Linked DNA regions of Mus musculus: region 1 is linked to region 2. Evidence: chromatin contacts called from public promoter capture Hi-C data. All regions are on one chromosome and are shown on one strand. Each heading gives the region's core, a stretch centred on a gene start, on an enhancer-like site or on the middle of the called end of the contact. The rest is flanking DNA. Distances are from core to core; before and after follow the strand shown. Region 1 holds the start of Gcc2 (GRIP and coiled-coil domain containing 2). Region 2 holds the start of Nepn (nephrocan).

What was found. Promoter capture Hi-C pulls out the DNA fragments that hold promoters and counts their contacts.
Region 1: a contact with region 2 is called in a promoter capture Hi-C map of frontonasal cranial neural crest. The contact joins the promoter of Gcc2 here to the promoter of Nepn in region 2. A contact is called at or near these places in 1 of 39 promoter capture datasets (frontonasal cranial neural crest) and 1 of 484 Hi-C or Micro-C datasets (CD4 T cells).

The regions. Positions count from the first base shown.
Region 1 is chr10:58,251,921-58,258,486 of GRCm38.p6, forward strand. It overlaps Gcc2 (GRIP and coiled-coil domain containing 2), which reads left to right and starts at 3,606. Exons shown (of 23, transcript NM_027375.2): 1 at 3,606-3,651; 2 at 3,909-3,962; 3 at 4,900-4,984; 4 at 6,321-6,388. The coding sequence starts at 3,646. It also overlaps Gm9919.
Region 2 is chr10:52,389,066-52,396,308 of GRCm38.p6, forward strand. It overlaps Nepn (nephrocan), which reads left to right and starts at 2,543. Exons shown (of 3, transcript NM_025684.2): 1 at 2,543-2,763. The coding sequence starts at 2,575.

The sequences.
Region 1 (6,566 bases), core at 2,356-4,855, 5.9 Mb after region 2:
CAAGTTATCTCCACAGTAGGATTAAAGTTCTTTCTTTATCTCCCCATGAGTGGTATTGTTGGGTTACATTATAGTAGTTCTATTTATAGTTTTGGGGAAGCATCCAGATGATTTCATAGTGGTTGTACTAGTTTATACCCCTTTCTGCACATCCACAGTAGTATTGCCTGCCACTTGTATTCCTGATCAGAGGCATCCTGCAAAATAGAATCTTGAATTCGTTTTAATCTGTGTTAACTTAATATCCAAGGACATTGAATAGGTTTTAAATGTTTACTAGATGAGCATAGGGGTATGCACCTTTAATCTCAGTGCTCAGGAGTCAGAGGCAGATCTATGAGTTCAAGGCCAAGCTTGGTCTACCTGGTGTATTCCAGAACAGTTTGAGCTATATAGTGAAACACTGTTTCAAAAAAAAAAAAAAGAAGTATCTTACTAGCTATTTGTATTTCTTTTTGTAATTTATTTTTGAGATTATAATTGTGGGAGCCTATGTACAAAAACTGTAAACTTACTGTGAATGATGGGTGGAGTGCAGAATGTTCTTTCACAAGGCTTCCTTCTAGAAAGAATTGCATGAACTATGATAAGTGAAAGCACTTGAAAGCAAGGACATGAAGGGGATACCCTGGCATGTGCACAATATCTGTGTGGGAATGACAAAGGTCTGGGAGAATACTCTTGGCCCTTGTCAGGTGGCCAAAGGTGATAAGATATAACACCAGGTGTTATTCTCTCAATGCACTTGTATTTGCTTAAGGTAACTATAAATGTTACCTCATGTCTTGCTTGCTTTTTTGAAAAGTGCTTTGTTTTAATTACTCTTAAACCTGGAGTCCCCTGGACATCCCATATAAATCTTTTCACATAACCTTCAATATGCAAAGACTTAGTCTCTCTGACCAGGGTAGGTTAGCAATAATTACATTTCTCCCTTTTCATTTCTCCCTCAAAACCCTTCTAATATAACCTTCTTTGCTCTCCATCAAATTCATGGATTTTTTCATAAGTTGTTATTGCATGCATATATGTACAAAATACATATATATTCCAAAATATAGCCTCTTTAGTTCATGTTACTTGTATTATGTTTTCAGGACTATTTGGTACTGGACAACCAACTCATGTACCCTTCCTTGGGAAGGACCACCTCTCTGATTCCCAGCTCTCCTCAGATACCTGTAGTTCTTTATGTGGAGTGGAGGCCTAATGCTCTCTTCTCTTCCCACTTTGCCATGTCCACCGATGTCATCCTTGTTCATTCTTGGGCAGTCATGTTGGTGAGATTACATTCTGGCATTACTAGGAGACAGAATCTCACACCATACTTCCTGATTCTCTGCCTCTCAAAATCTTTCCACCCCTTCCTCCTCAATTTTCTCTGAGCCTGAGGTGTGGGAGTATTTTGTAGCCAGATCCCTTGGGACTGAGCTCCATACTCTGAATACTGATAGACTGTGGGTTTCTTAGTGGCTCCACCTGTTGCAAAGAAAAGTTTCCTTGATGAGGGGTAAAGACTATACTCATCTGAGGGTACAAGTATTTATATTGCTGGGGGTTATGCTGGCTTAGTAAATTAATGGTTGTAGACTCTCCTCCAACAACCACAACTTAAGTAGCACTGAGTAGTTAGGTTGGTTTCCATGAGGCATGGCTTCCCTCTTGTTGAGCAGGTCTTAAGTCAAATTAGTCCAATGAAGTCCAAGGCATACTTGTCATACTGAACTCTGATTACCAGGCTGTGCTGGTGGATGTGGTTCAAAGGTGGCATAGCCGGAAAGGACTGTTGTTCCCTTCTCTGGAAGCTTACATGGTGCCTTCAGGTACCAAGAAACCTAGTCCTCAGGGAGCTTATATTCAAATCGGTGCTAGCTCAGGGTACTGAAGCTGTTCTTATTTCAAGGGGTAAACAATTGTACTCTCTTTTGGGAATAGTTTACTCTTCAGCTCTTTTCAAGAACCTAATGCTTTTTACCTTGGGCTATTTTGCTGTTCTCCTTTCTCTGAATACAAAGTTAGGAGACCAGCATGATACAAATCATGATGTTTCAGTCAGAGGGCAATTTAAGATTTAAAAAAAAAATGTATCTACAGGAAAATCCCACCTCTAGACCCAGCTTCTCACTGAATTTAAATAGTGCAAGAAACCTGACGAACAGAAGGAATTTGGTCCACCACTGTAAAACTGAAAAAAATAACTGTTCCTGAAGGATCAGAGAAATAAGAGAGAAGGCACACAGCCGCTTGCTGGGCTGTGTATTGGGACTGAGGACTGACAGGGGGTAATGATTTTCTCCCCTCACGGTATTACCAGGGAATTTGATGTCTTTATATTTTGTAAAGGTCATGCCATATGACTTCCAGAAGCCATGATCAAAACCAACAAAAACACCTGGCTTTTCCCATACGGAACTTGGAAAACGCTCTGGCTCTACTTGGGGGTGAGGGCCCAACTGCTTGAAGGCCTATACCTGCAATTAGTGTATGTCTACACCTGGAAGTAGACAACCTGAAAAACCTGCTGAAAAACACCCTCTCACCTATGAAAATACAACATGTTAATTAATATTCGCCACCAGCGGCCACTTGCTCTGTCCTCTAGTTTATGTTTAGGCCAGGCTTAACTATAGAAAAATATCAGGCATTATTTTAGGGTCTAGGTCAGTCTAAACGTGTTCTATTAGACAATAACAACGAAAATCTATATTGTAGTATCTTCCTTCTCTAGAGTCCTCTGGGGTTTGGATTGGTTTTATCTTCCTTATCTTGCCTTCATCCCCTTGTGAGCAACTACAAGGAAAAAGAAGGCCTGCAGGACTCTTGACAGAACCTGGAATCTCTTTACCCTGTCTTCTCTCATTCGTAACCACAAGGGAGGGCCCTCATCAGACTAGTCACGTGTACCTTCCCACACTGTGACCTCGATGGGTTCTTTGAAGTGAATGCTGGAATTCAGTCTGAGTTATCCTTTTTTATGCAACCAGGGTTACCAGTCTGTGGAATGCTGCCACCCACAGTTACTGGGGGTCTCCATAGCTCAAGTAATCTAATCTAGATAAATTTCACATACATGTCTAGAGGCTCTCTCCTAGATGATTCTAGATCCTTTCAAGTTGACAATATAAACAACACGAGAAGCACCTCAGCCGGCAAATTAATATTTAGCAATACAGAGACAGCATGCCAGCATTTTGAAACTCCTGAGAAAGTAACGGATTCAGTAATTTATTCCTTATTACTACTCACAGAGGAACCTATTTTGAACATGACAGAATTAAAGTCACCTATAAAACTATTTGTTTCACATATGCCTGCTAGTCGGGATAGTTATATTTGTAAAGCACATCTTTAAAAATTAGAAAACGAAGTGATCAAAGGAACGTGTGCTCAAACCTGTCACCTGGCACAGGGTAGTAGTGCAGGGCGACTCAGCGCGTTCCGGCACCGGCCAGGGGACCTGCGCAAAGACGACTTCCTCCCGGACACCAAGGAGGAAGCGGAAGTGCCAGCTCTGCGTAGCCTTGGAGACGCGGGGAGGCGTAGTCGCCTCGTAACGAGACCTTTGACCCGCGCTCGGCAGCCTCGGAGGCGGAGCAGCCGAGACTCCTGAAGAGGCGGTGGAGGCAGCCGCGGGTCGCAGCCGCGATGGAGGTAACGGTGGGCGTCGCGCCGCCCCGCTGGCCCGCTGTGCCGCTCGAGGGGTGGGAGGGCATGGGAGCACCCTGTCCCCGCCCTCGCGCCCAGACCCCCGCCGCGGCGCTTGGCATTGAACCTGGTGCTGGCTCCGGCCGTGGCGACGGCCCAGCTCCGGTCCCTACCGCCTAAAGGGGTCCTCCTCTGCACAGATTTGTTTGGCCGCGCCTTGTACCTGGAATTGGGATGAGCTCTTTTTATGGTTTGTTTTACAGGATTCTGCTCCAGATGCCGTAGCTGCAGCACCCTCCGGGACCCCGAAATCCAAGGTGAGGAGAGCACTCAGCCGCCTGGTTCCCTGTAGCGCATAAGGTTAATGAATCGGAAAACTTTGGCATGGGGAGAATTATTTAAAAAAAAAAAAAAAAAAAAAAAAGAACTAACCTTTCCTCAGGGAGTTTCATTTTAATTTACTTACAGATTTCCTGTTCTTTTTTAAATTTCCTGATGTGCGAGCAGTTTGTTTACTTCCTGCTCCTTGTTAGCACGATGCTGTATTTCAAACATTTAGCTAGTCTGTTTAATGAAAGTTTACACAGTGACACGAAGCCGAGGGGATTAGATAAGAGGCAGGAAGAAGCAAGGAACTATATCCTGTTGGCTCCAGCTCCAGAGTTGAGGGTGGAATAAGGTTGTTCTTACAGCACTGTGCAATGTTTTATGCTAAGTGATTCAGAAAGGTAGGGGCACAATTTATTACCAAAATGTAGTGTTTGAAGACTGATTTCTAGGCATTTGCTGAAGTAACAGATTCTTTCAGGTAAGCTTCCTGAAATACGTATCTTCCCTATTCTCATTCTGCAGATGAGGAAACGTTGTGCACAAAGATTAAGTAATTTTCAGTTAGTAAACCCTAATATTTTAGTTGAAGTCTAAATGTGACCCGATTCACCTGTGAATGTAGTTATGTTGTTAGCTTCCAACAGAATGAGTTCTACAGCTCGAGAAATCTTGAGTTCCAAGCCCTTCTTGTACAGCTAGAGAACTCAGTGTTCTCTGTAAGAGTTTTGTGCTGGGGTTTTGGTTTGATTTTCCATTCACCTAATTACTTTTAGTTATTGAAGTTACGTTTCTCAATTTAAAAAATGTGACTGGCTCAACTGTTTAGAGTGTCTCTCTTTGGTTTTCGGCAGACACTGTGTTTCTTTTGGTGGCCGTACTAAAAGCATGGGTTTTAAAACTCAATAATACGACTCCATCTTTCAGCTAGAAACGTTGCCCAGAGAAGATCTCATCAAGTTTGCCAAGAAGCAAATGATGCTCCTGCAGAAAGCCAAAGCAAGGTGTACAGGTACTGGGTTTAAATCAGAGCTTTTCAGTAGACCACCATGCCTAGCCCTGCAGTTGCCTTTGAATAAGTAAAGGAACAAATGAATTTTTAATTCAGTGTGTGTGTGCGCGCGTGTTTTGCCTATATGTATGTCTTTGTTAGAGTTTTGGATTCCCTGGAACTGTAGTTACAGTTGTGAGCCACCATGTGGGTTCTGGAAATTGAAGCCAGGTCCTCTGGAAGAGCAGCCAGTGTTCTTAACCACTGAGCCACCTCTCCACCCCAAGAGGAATATCTTTTTTTTTGAGGGGGGTGGGGGTGGGGGTTCGAGACAGGGTTTCTCTGTGTATCCCTGGCTGTCCTGGAACTCACTCTGTAAACCAGGCTGGCCTCGAACTCAGAAATCCGCCTGCCTCTGCCTCCCAAGTGCTGGAATTTAAAGGCGTGCACCACCACCATCCGGCTGGAATATCTTTTTAATAGTAAAATGAAACCCTTTTTTACTTCGTATGAGTTGTAAATTTTTCTAAATTAAATATGTCTTTTAGAGAAATCAGCTGAAATGTAAAAGGCACAAGGTGTAATCCTCCAGACATTCTGGGAAGTTGGAAGTATAGGCACATGCTGGAGTTGGTCGATGCCCCATTTAAGAACTCTTGAATTCTCATTAACTTAAAATTTTAAACGCCAAGGGTTTGTTCTTCTTGTTGTTTTCCTAACCAGAACAGATAGAGTTTATTTTTAGAAATTGAAACAGTTTGTACTCAAGTAATTTATTTGGGGAGATGACCTAAGCTTTGGAACTAGACCTGTATTGATGAAATAGATTAATACACGTGTTTGATAGAAATTTAGTTATTGCTTTGAGATTATACAGCAAATATTTACAACAAAAATAATAGAATGTATGGGACATGCTTCCAAGTTTTCAGGGTAGTTTGTCATAGGGGTGCACACACCTGGTTTCTGATTTTCTAGCGGCTAAGACAGAAGCATCCGTTGAGCCCAGGATTTCAACACCAGCTTGGGCAACATAGCAAGCCCTCTACGTCTATGTGGACGGATAAGGAAAGACAGGAAAGGAAGAAGACGTGAGTACAGCTTCAGATGAAGCGCAGGTACTCATGTGCACTAAAGCAGGGGAGTGGGAAGGTAGGCCGCTCTTCCAAAGGAAGTTGTTCATAGTAAGCGGGAGAAGAAAAACGACTGCTGCTGTTTGGATGGAGTTCCCATTTCTCTGAGTACTCACTTCTTAAATCCATTCTAATTTATAGGCTTGGGATTCTCAGCATGTACTTGTCAGTTTAGGAGTAATTATTTTCTTGATTTTTGACCTGGAATCTCTTTTATTATTTAGAATTAGACAAAGAAGTTGAAGAACTCAAATCAAAACCTGTTGATGGAGGAACTGATGATATTATTAAGGTAATGAGGCAATTTTTGTTTACTTATAGGAAATGCCCAGTAATAGATAAAATCTTTGTGAGGACTGTCTCCCTGCTGCAGACACTCTTGCTCTTCGTTTGATCTCCTCATCACTGGCCTTGGTTTAGCCTACTAGTTGTTTAACTCAGAGTGAAGGGGACATGACTCACTTCAAACA
Region 2 (7,243 bases), core at 1,293-3,792:
CGTTCCGTGATGCACAGCACCATCTCCTGTAAGCCCTCGTGAGAAGTCATACCCCATGCAGGTGAGAAGGAAAGGGAAGGGATTGCAAAAAGGCAGTGGTCAAGGAGAAAGGCCAGGGGGTAGGGTCTGTGGCAGCTCCTGAATTTTCTGTGACTACTCCCGAGGTGGAAGACAGATCTGAAAATATGTAGGTGGCTGCTGGGCCTGCCCAGGAAAACTGGAGGGCTAAGGCACTGACTGGGCTCGGGGACTGGCTACTGAGCACTGGTCTGTAACTCTCACTGCTCAGGCCACTAGGTGACTGGGAACAACCTAGCCTTAAAATAAAAATAGGTTCTGTGGAGGAGAGTAAAAATAATAAGTCAGGAAGGAATCTGATGTAAGAAGCTGAACCAAAACCTAGTCCAAGCCCATTTCAAATCTGGAGGCGATTAGTTCCTTGAGACTGTGCCGAAAAGATTAAAACCTAGATTTTGGTGTACATATTGAATAGAGCTGTTGGGTAAATCATTGTGTTTCTGTGCTTGAGAAATACATCACATTCCTTGATCAGCATTTCCTTCCTCCACCCTCCAGGAAACCTGGTAAAAACATCAGAAGTGCTCGGAATGAACCACATGCCTTATTCTTGATCTTAGGCATTCAATTACTAGAAACCTGAGCCATGTATGTCTAGCTCTTGGTCAGAATGCAGAAGCTCCAGATGTCAGTAGAAAGGAGCTGAGCAGCAGGGGACTTCCTGCTGCTATTTCTTTTTTCTTTTAGACAGGGTCTTCCTATATAAAATAGACTTGCCTAGAACTCACAATTCTCCCGTCTCAGTCTCCTGAGTTGAGATTACGGTGTTCCACCATACCAGGTCTATAGCAACTTCATAGCACAATAAATACTGAAAGGAGCCTTCGATCTCCACATTAGATGCTACAAAATATGAAAGTAACTTAAAGTCATCTGTTTAGCAACATCCAGACGCACATAAAATGTGCAGTGAGCATTTCTCTTGTCTTTTCAAAGCCTAAGCCTAGAAAAGGGCTAGAAAAATGTTTAACTTTGTGATATAACTAAAGCTGACTTCCCTGCCTTCTTGCTATTTTTTGTCCTTAAAAGTTTTATTACATTTTGCTCTGTGTGTGTGTGTGTGTATGTGTGTGTGTGTGTATGTGTGTGTGTGTGTGTGTGTGTGTGTGAGAGAGAGAGAGAGAGAGAGAGAGAGAGAGAGAGAGAGAGAGAGAGAGTAGGGAAAGAGGGGGGAAGGAAGGGCACTTGCAGGTCAGAGGATAGCTTTTGAAAATCAGTTCTCGCCTATGAGTCTCAGGTATTGAACTCAGGTCATCAGGGTTGCAGGCAGCTGCCTTTACCCAAAGAGCCACCTTGATTGCCCTTTTCTATTTTCTTCCAGATTATTAAAATCAATTATACACTTTTTGCTTTAAAAACTTAAAAAGTAACTATTATTAGACAAAAGCAATAAGATATTTAAAGGCATAATATTGATGAAAAATATTTTATCATTCTTAGTCTCTGATAGAATACAGCCTAGCAAATAGAAAAACAAATGAGAAAGACACATAATACTGGTACCCTGAAAGTCAAATCAGTGGTTATTAAGTCAATGAAACTGGCCTCAAAGGGCAATCATATCATCTGAGCTCAGGGGTCCCTGGAGGAGCTTTTCTACAGCAAAGGTTTGCTCTGGAGCACTCGTAGAGGCTTGGCAGCATAACAGAGCTCAGTTCTCTGTTAAACACTCCCAAAGGCCCCAGCTCCAATGCCCTGTGTAGGACACAAAGCTACGACAGACAACCAGGGTACCTGGATAAAATGATCCTCTACGCTTACATCTTTACAAGATTTCACAACCAGCAAATCTCTGTGAAGAAAATAAAGAGCCTTTGTACCATTGTTGTTCGAAGTCAAATAGAGTCAACTAAGTGTTTTGTTTATAATAGACTTAATATTTTTGAATAAGAAAGATATTTTCCCAAAGCATTATGTTTGGGTGAATTAAGAGGTAGATAAACTAAGCTCCTTATCTGTGGTTCTAAATATTTCTCATTGCAACCCATTGTTTCATCTAGCAATAAAATGTCACCAAAATGGTAACAAATATCGAACCTGCCTATTTCCCCTTAATAATTAATGTGAGAAGAAAACACCTGCTAGCTTAGGTCCTGCAAAAATGGTTTTAATATAGGGTCACAGAAAATGCAAAGGTTTTATGGCCCACTATAAAACAGCTCTTTGTCTTTTTCCACTAATTCCTTAGTGTCACATTTAACAAAACTGAGGAAACTACAGATAATAGAAGTGTTTGCAGTTTAGACTTGCAAGCCATAAATAACACAGGGTTTTGTTCACCTAGAGATATTAAGGCAGCTTATCAATGTTTACGCCCTTCCTCTTTGTAATGATTGCTAACCCAGACAAATGGAACAAATGGAGTTACCCCCAACCCCCTGTCTTCTCACAAGGACAAGCACACATTCAAAAGATTCTGTTATCAGACTCCGTGGTATAAAAAGTAAGGTGTCACCTGAACAGTTGCTTGCTACTTGCAAACCTCTGTGTTGGACAATGCACCCGCTTTGGGCTTTTCTTTTGGGGCTCTCTCTTACCAATGGCCTCAGTGCAAACTGTCCAGGACGATGCAGTTGTGATTCTATGCAGTCTGTACAATGCTACAGGCTCATGGAACTCCCATCAGGCATTCCTTCCACCACCAAGAGACTCTACATTAGCCACAGCAGAATCCAGCACCTTCAGGTAATCATGTCATTTTCTATCAGAGTTGCTACAGTTTCTTTTTTTTTTTTGGGGGGGGAGGGTGTGGGATAAGTATGGGGGTTTTAACTTAAATCATTCTCACTGAAAAGTGTTAATTCTCAAGTTAAGCTTTTGTATTACCTGCTTGCTGGGCATCAGTGGGATGCTATGTGCCTCTGAATATGTATTTTTTGAGAACTAGCCACATACACCTTGCCCTGAAAGCCAGGATTTTGATTCAATTTTTATTCAACAATTGAGAAACTAAGCTGTGACAAAGTGCTCAAGAAGTATAAGCTCTTTCTTTTTTTTTTTTTTTTTTTTAAGATTTATTTATTATTATATGTAAGTACACTGTAGCTGTCTTCAGACACACCAGAAGAGGGAGTCAGATCTTGTTACAGATGGTTGTGAGCCACCATGTGGTTGCTGGGATTTGAACTCTGGACCTTCGGAAGAGCAGTCGGGTGCTCTTACCCACTGAGCCATCTCACCAGCCCGTATAAGCTCTTTCTTAAGGAGCACAATTGCCCTGCTTGCAACACAAGTCATACCAAAACAAAAAGCTTTTATTTTACCCCATAGGTAATAGAACAGAGTGTCATAAGAGGATAAGGTGACCTGGTAGAGCTGACTCATTCATACACATACACATCCAGTCAGGTGCCTGAACTTTGTGGAAACCTAGATGGAGATATGTGGTTTTAAATTTGTCAAACTGTTACTGGCAGTTCTCAGAACTTGAGATATGCCTTGAATTACAACATCTTGCTTCCATATCCAGAGGACCCTCGAAACAGTACTATAGATTCTTCTGATGTTTACAAGTTAAAAGAAATTTACTTTTGATTTCTGGTGCTTTGGAAGGAAGCAGGAGACAAAGGTCCCCTCTAGTTAGATACACAAGCATCTTAAACAAGCTACTAGCAGATCTCTGTGTCTCATTTTTAATAGCCTTGATGATGTGTGAAGGCTGCAATGGATAAGTCCTCTTCTAGATAGAAGGGTCTGTGGCAGTTCTGTTTTCCCTTCAGTTTTCACTGCTATTTACTCAGAGGTCCAAGCCCTGAGATAAGGAACTAGCTCTCTGAAAACTTGGGAGCTAGCCTCTCTCTGAGTGGGTTTATGTTAAGCTATCTCCCCTCCAAATAGAGGCACCCATGCACTTTTATTTTATTAAGAGTTTTTCACGGGAGTGTCTTCGTTTAACATAAATGGCATGGTGTTACTATTGAGGTTCAACAAGTACAATCATCCCCTGTGTTTGTTTTCCTCTTCTACTCTAATGGTACCTAATACCAGAAAGCAAATCTGACCTTGCCTGTTTGGTCTTAGCATTTAAACAAGACAGCTGGGTAAATGGGAGACACTTAAATATTTGTGCTGGGACCTAAACTGCCTGCTGACTCTGGTCATAATCCTATCCTGCCACTTTGTTGTGAATTGATGATTTGTCAAATTCCGTTATTGATTGAGTCAATTTGTCACCTGTTTGGGCTTATTGAACAGTAGTACTGCCATTTCCATGACTTTAACTCTGTCATTTGTCTCTTAGAAGGGCAGGTCATGTCAGAAAGATCGGTGAAAGAGGTTGTTTTTTTTTGAAGAAACAAAAACTAAGGTTCCATATTTCACTTGTATACAGTGGACACAATGCATATTCTACAGTGAATACAAGGTCTATTCTACTTTTTTAGTTTAGACTTAACAGAACTAGTGCCCATATGTAAAGAAAACTATCTTTGAGTAAATCTCAGATTATTAGTAACACAAATTTTATATGATTTAATTATAAACACTAATATATAAGTAGCACTTTAGTGGGTTTGTGACTTGTTCTTAAAATTTAACTGTTTAGGATTATGTCATTGAATGTCATGTTTGAGATTCAGGATAAAAGTCTGAAACATCTGCTTCTGCCTTTAGGATAAAAGGATTTTTAAATCAGATTTGCCTGTAAAAATGTTTACTTCTCTGAGATTCATATTTTTGGTCCATAATAGTCTTTCTTTTCCCTTTCCCCCCTCAACATTCTGTGCCTGGCCTCTTCCCTACCAGCTCATTGCCTTCTCTTCCACCCTAAGTCCTGGATCTTCTTGGGTGTCTTTGGTCTTTACGTCGATGCCAAGTCTAGTGTCCCAGTCTCGTGCCTTCTTGTTCTCAAAAAACGCAGCTCTCTTCAATTCCACTTTACCTCAGCCATCTTAGTTATATCACTTGGGTCTATGAAAATCATAACTTGTACCTGCAGTTACCACTGTGACCTTCTCCACTCAGAAAACCTTGACCACTTCTCCATTTGGCTGCCTCTCTTTTTAACTTGTGAAGACATGCAGTCCTAAGTTTACAAAGCCTGTTCTCCCGGATACTCAGTTGATTTCCTGTTTCCCCTCTTTCTCTACCCCTTCCATCTCTATCCCACATTTGATTATCTAAACACCCTTCCAGAAAAACCTCAATGTTAAAGGAGAGTGCTAATTCTCCCCTGTTTCTCCTATACCTAGACAAGTGTGTACTGCTGTAGAGGGTCACATAACTGGATGGTTTGGAGCTGCCCTGAAGATGAGGTCTCCAGCGTCATCTGCATCTTGCTCATCCCTTTCTCCTTTCTGCTCAGGTTCCCTGACTTCATTCAGTCGTCTACAAGTCTAGTGCAGTTTTGCGTTTGCTAGTCATTCTACTATCTCATTCTCAACAGATGCTGGCCTTCCATTGTGCTGACAGATCACAACAAAACTCTTGCCTTCATTCCTAATCAGTGGGTGCTAACACTGGATCCTTCTCACCTCTCCCCAGGCCTCACTTTGGTGTTCTCCACCCCCACATCAGCAGGAGTCATTCCTCCATAGCTCTTTGTTCTAAGCCACACACTTGCGCTTGTGCTACAATAGCAAAGTTCCCACATTTCCTCCCCTCTTCTCCCTATGACCCCTGTGATTTTTCTAAACTCTGTCTGCATCAGCTTTCACCTCTTGTCTATTGTTTAATTCACTGATGTCTGACTCCTTCCCATTCCATATAACTAAAATTCTAAATCCTGGCTGCACACTTCCAGTTTCCAGAAATTTGTGTTCCCTTGCTTTCAGTGAAGCCACACATGGTTACACACACACACACTCACACACACACACACACACACACACACACACACACACACACACACTCATGTCATGACTCTCCATTTTATCCTTTGTTCATTTATTTTTCTCCACAGTTTTTCCTTCCCTTCATCCCTTTTGGAGTTTCTCAGTAAGCCTTAAACAATGTTCTTAAGTGACCTCAGTGTATGTCAGTAATGATGGCTCCTCTACCCAAATTTTTAATACAGCACTCCCCTCATATTTCATATTTACTCAGTTGCCACTGGGTTTCTTCACTTATGTACAAAGAAGGATCTCAAAACCATATGCTTCAAACTGAATTCAGCCTTCCTTCCTATACTTACAGTCTTATGTGATTGGCTTCTTTCAATTAACATAACATCCTCAAGGTTCATCCCTACTGTAGCCTATGTCAGAATTTCCTTCCTTTAAAAGGCTATCTGGATTTTAATATGTCTGTGTGTGTGTGTATATATATATATGTATATATATATATACATATATATATATACACACACACACACATACATACACATACACACATACATTGTAAAATATATATCATATATACATAATATATATGTATATCACCATATATAAAATATATGTATACATATGATGGGTTGTTATCCACTGTAGTCATTGGACAGTTGTATTGTTTCTTTATTTTGTCTATTGTGAGCACAGAAGTTTTTATATGGACCTAGATTGTCCCCCTTTCTAGATTGTCCCCCTTTTCTTTGATATCTATATAGGAATATTTTTTTCTTGAAATGGGGACTCTACCAGCATTTTGAGGAGCTGTTGTCCTATCTTCCACAGTGGATACACAATTTTGTATTCCTATAGCAAATTTGATGCTTCCAAATTCTCTATATCCTCATCAACATTCTCTCTCTCTCTCTCTCTCTCTCTCTCTCTCTCTCTCTCTCTCTCTCTCTCTCTCTCTCCCTCTCCCTCCCTCTCCCTCTCCCTCTCCCTCTCTCTCTCTCTTCTCCCTCCCTCCCTTTCTTCCTCCCCACCTCTCTCTCTCTTTTCCTGTCTCCCTGTCTCCCTTGTCTCTCTTGTAGCTATTTTTTTTTTTTTCGAGACAGGTTTCTCTGTGTAGTCCTGGCTGTCCTGGAAGTCACTTTGTAGACCAGGCTGGCCTCGAACTCAGAAATCTGCCTGCCTCTGCCTCCCAAGTGCTGGACTCTTGTAGCTATCTTAATGGGTTTCAGGAAGTATCTCACTGCAGTTTTAATTTGTGCTTCCCCATTGGTTAATGACATTGAATTTTTTTGTTGTTTTTCTTTTTCCATTTGCTTGCTGATCATTTGTATATTGTTTTTGGAGAGGCATAAATGCAGGTGCTTTGTTTATTTTTAATTAGGGTTATT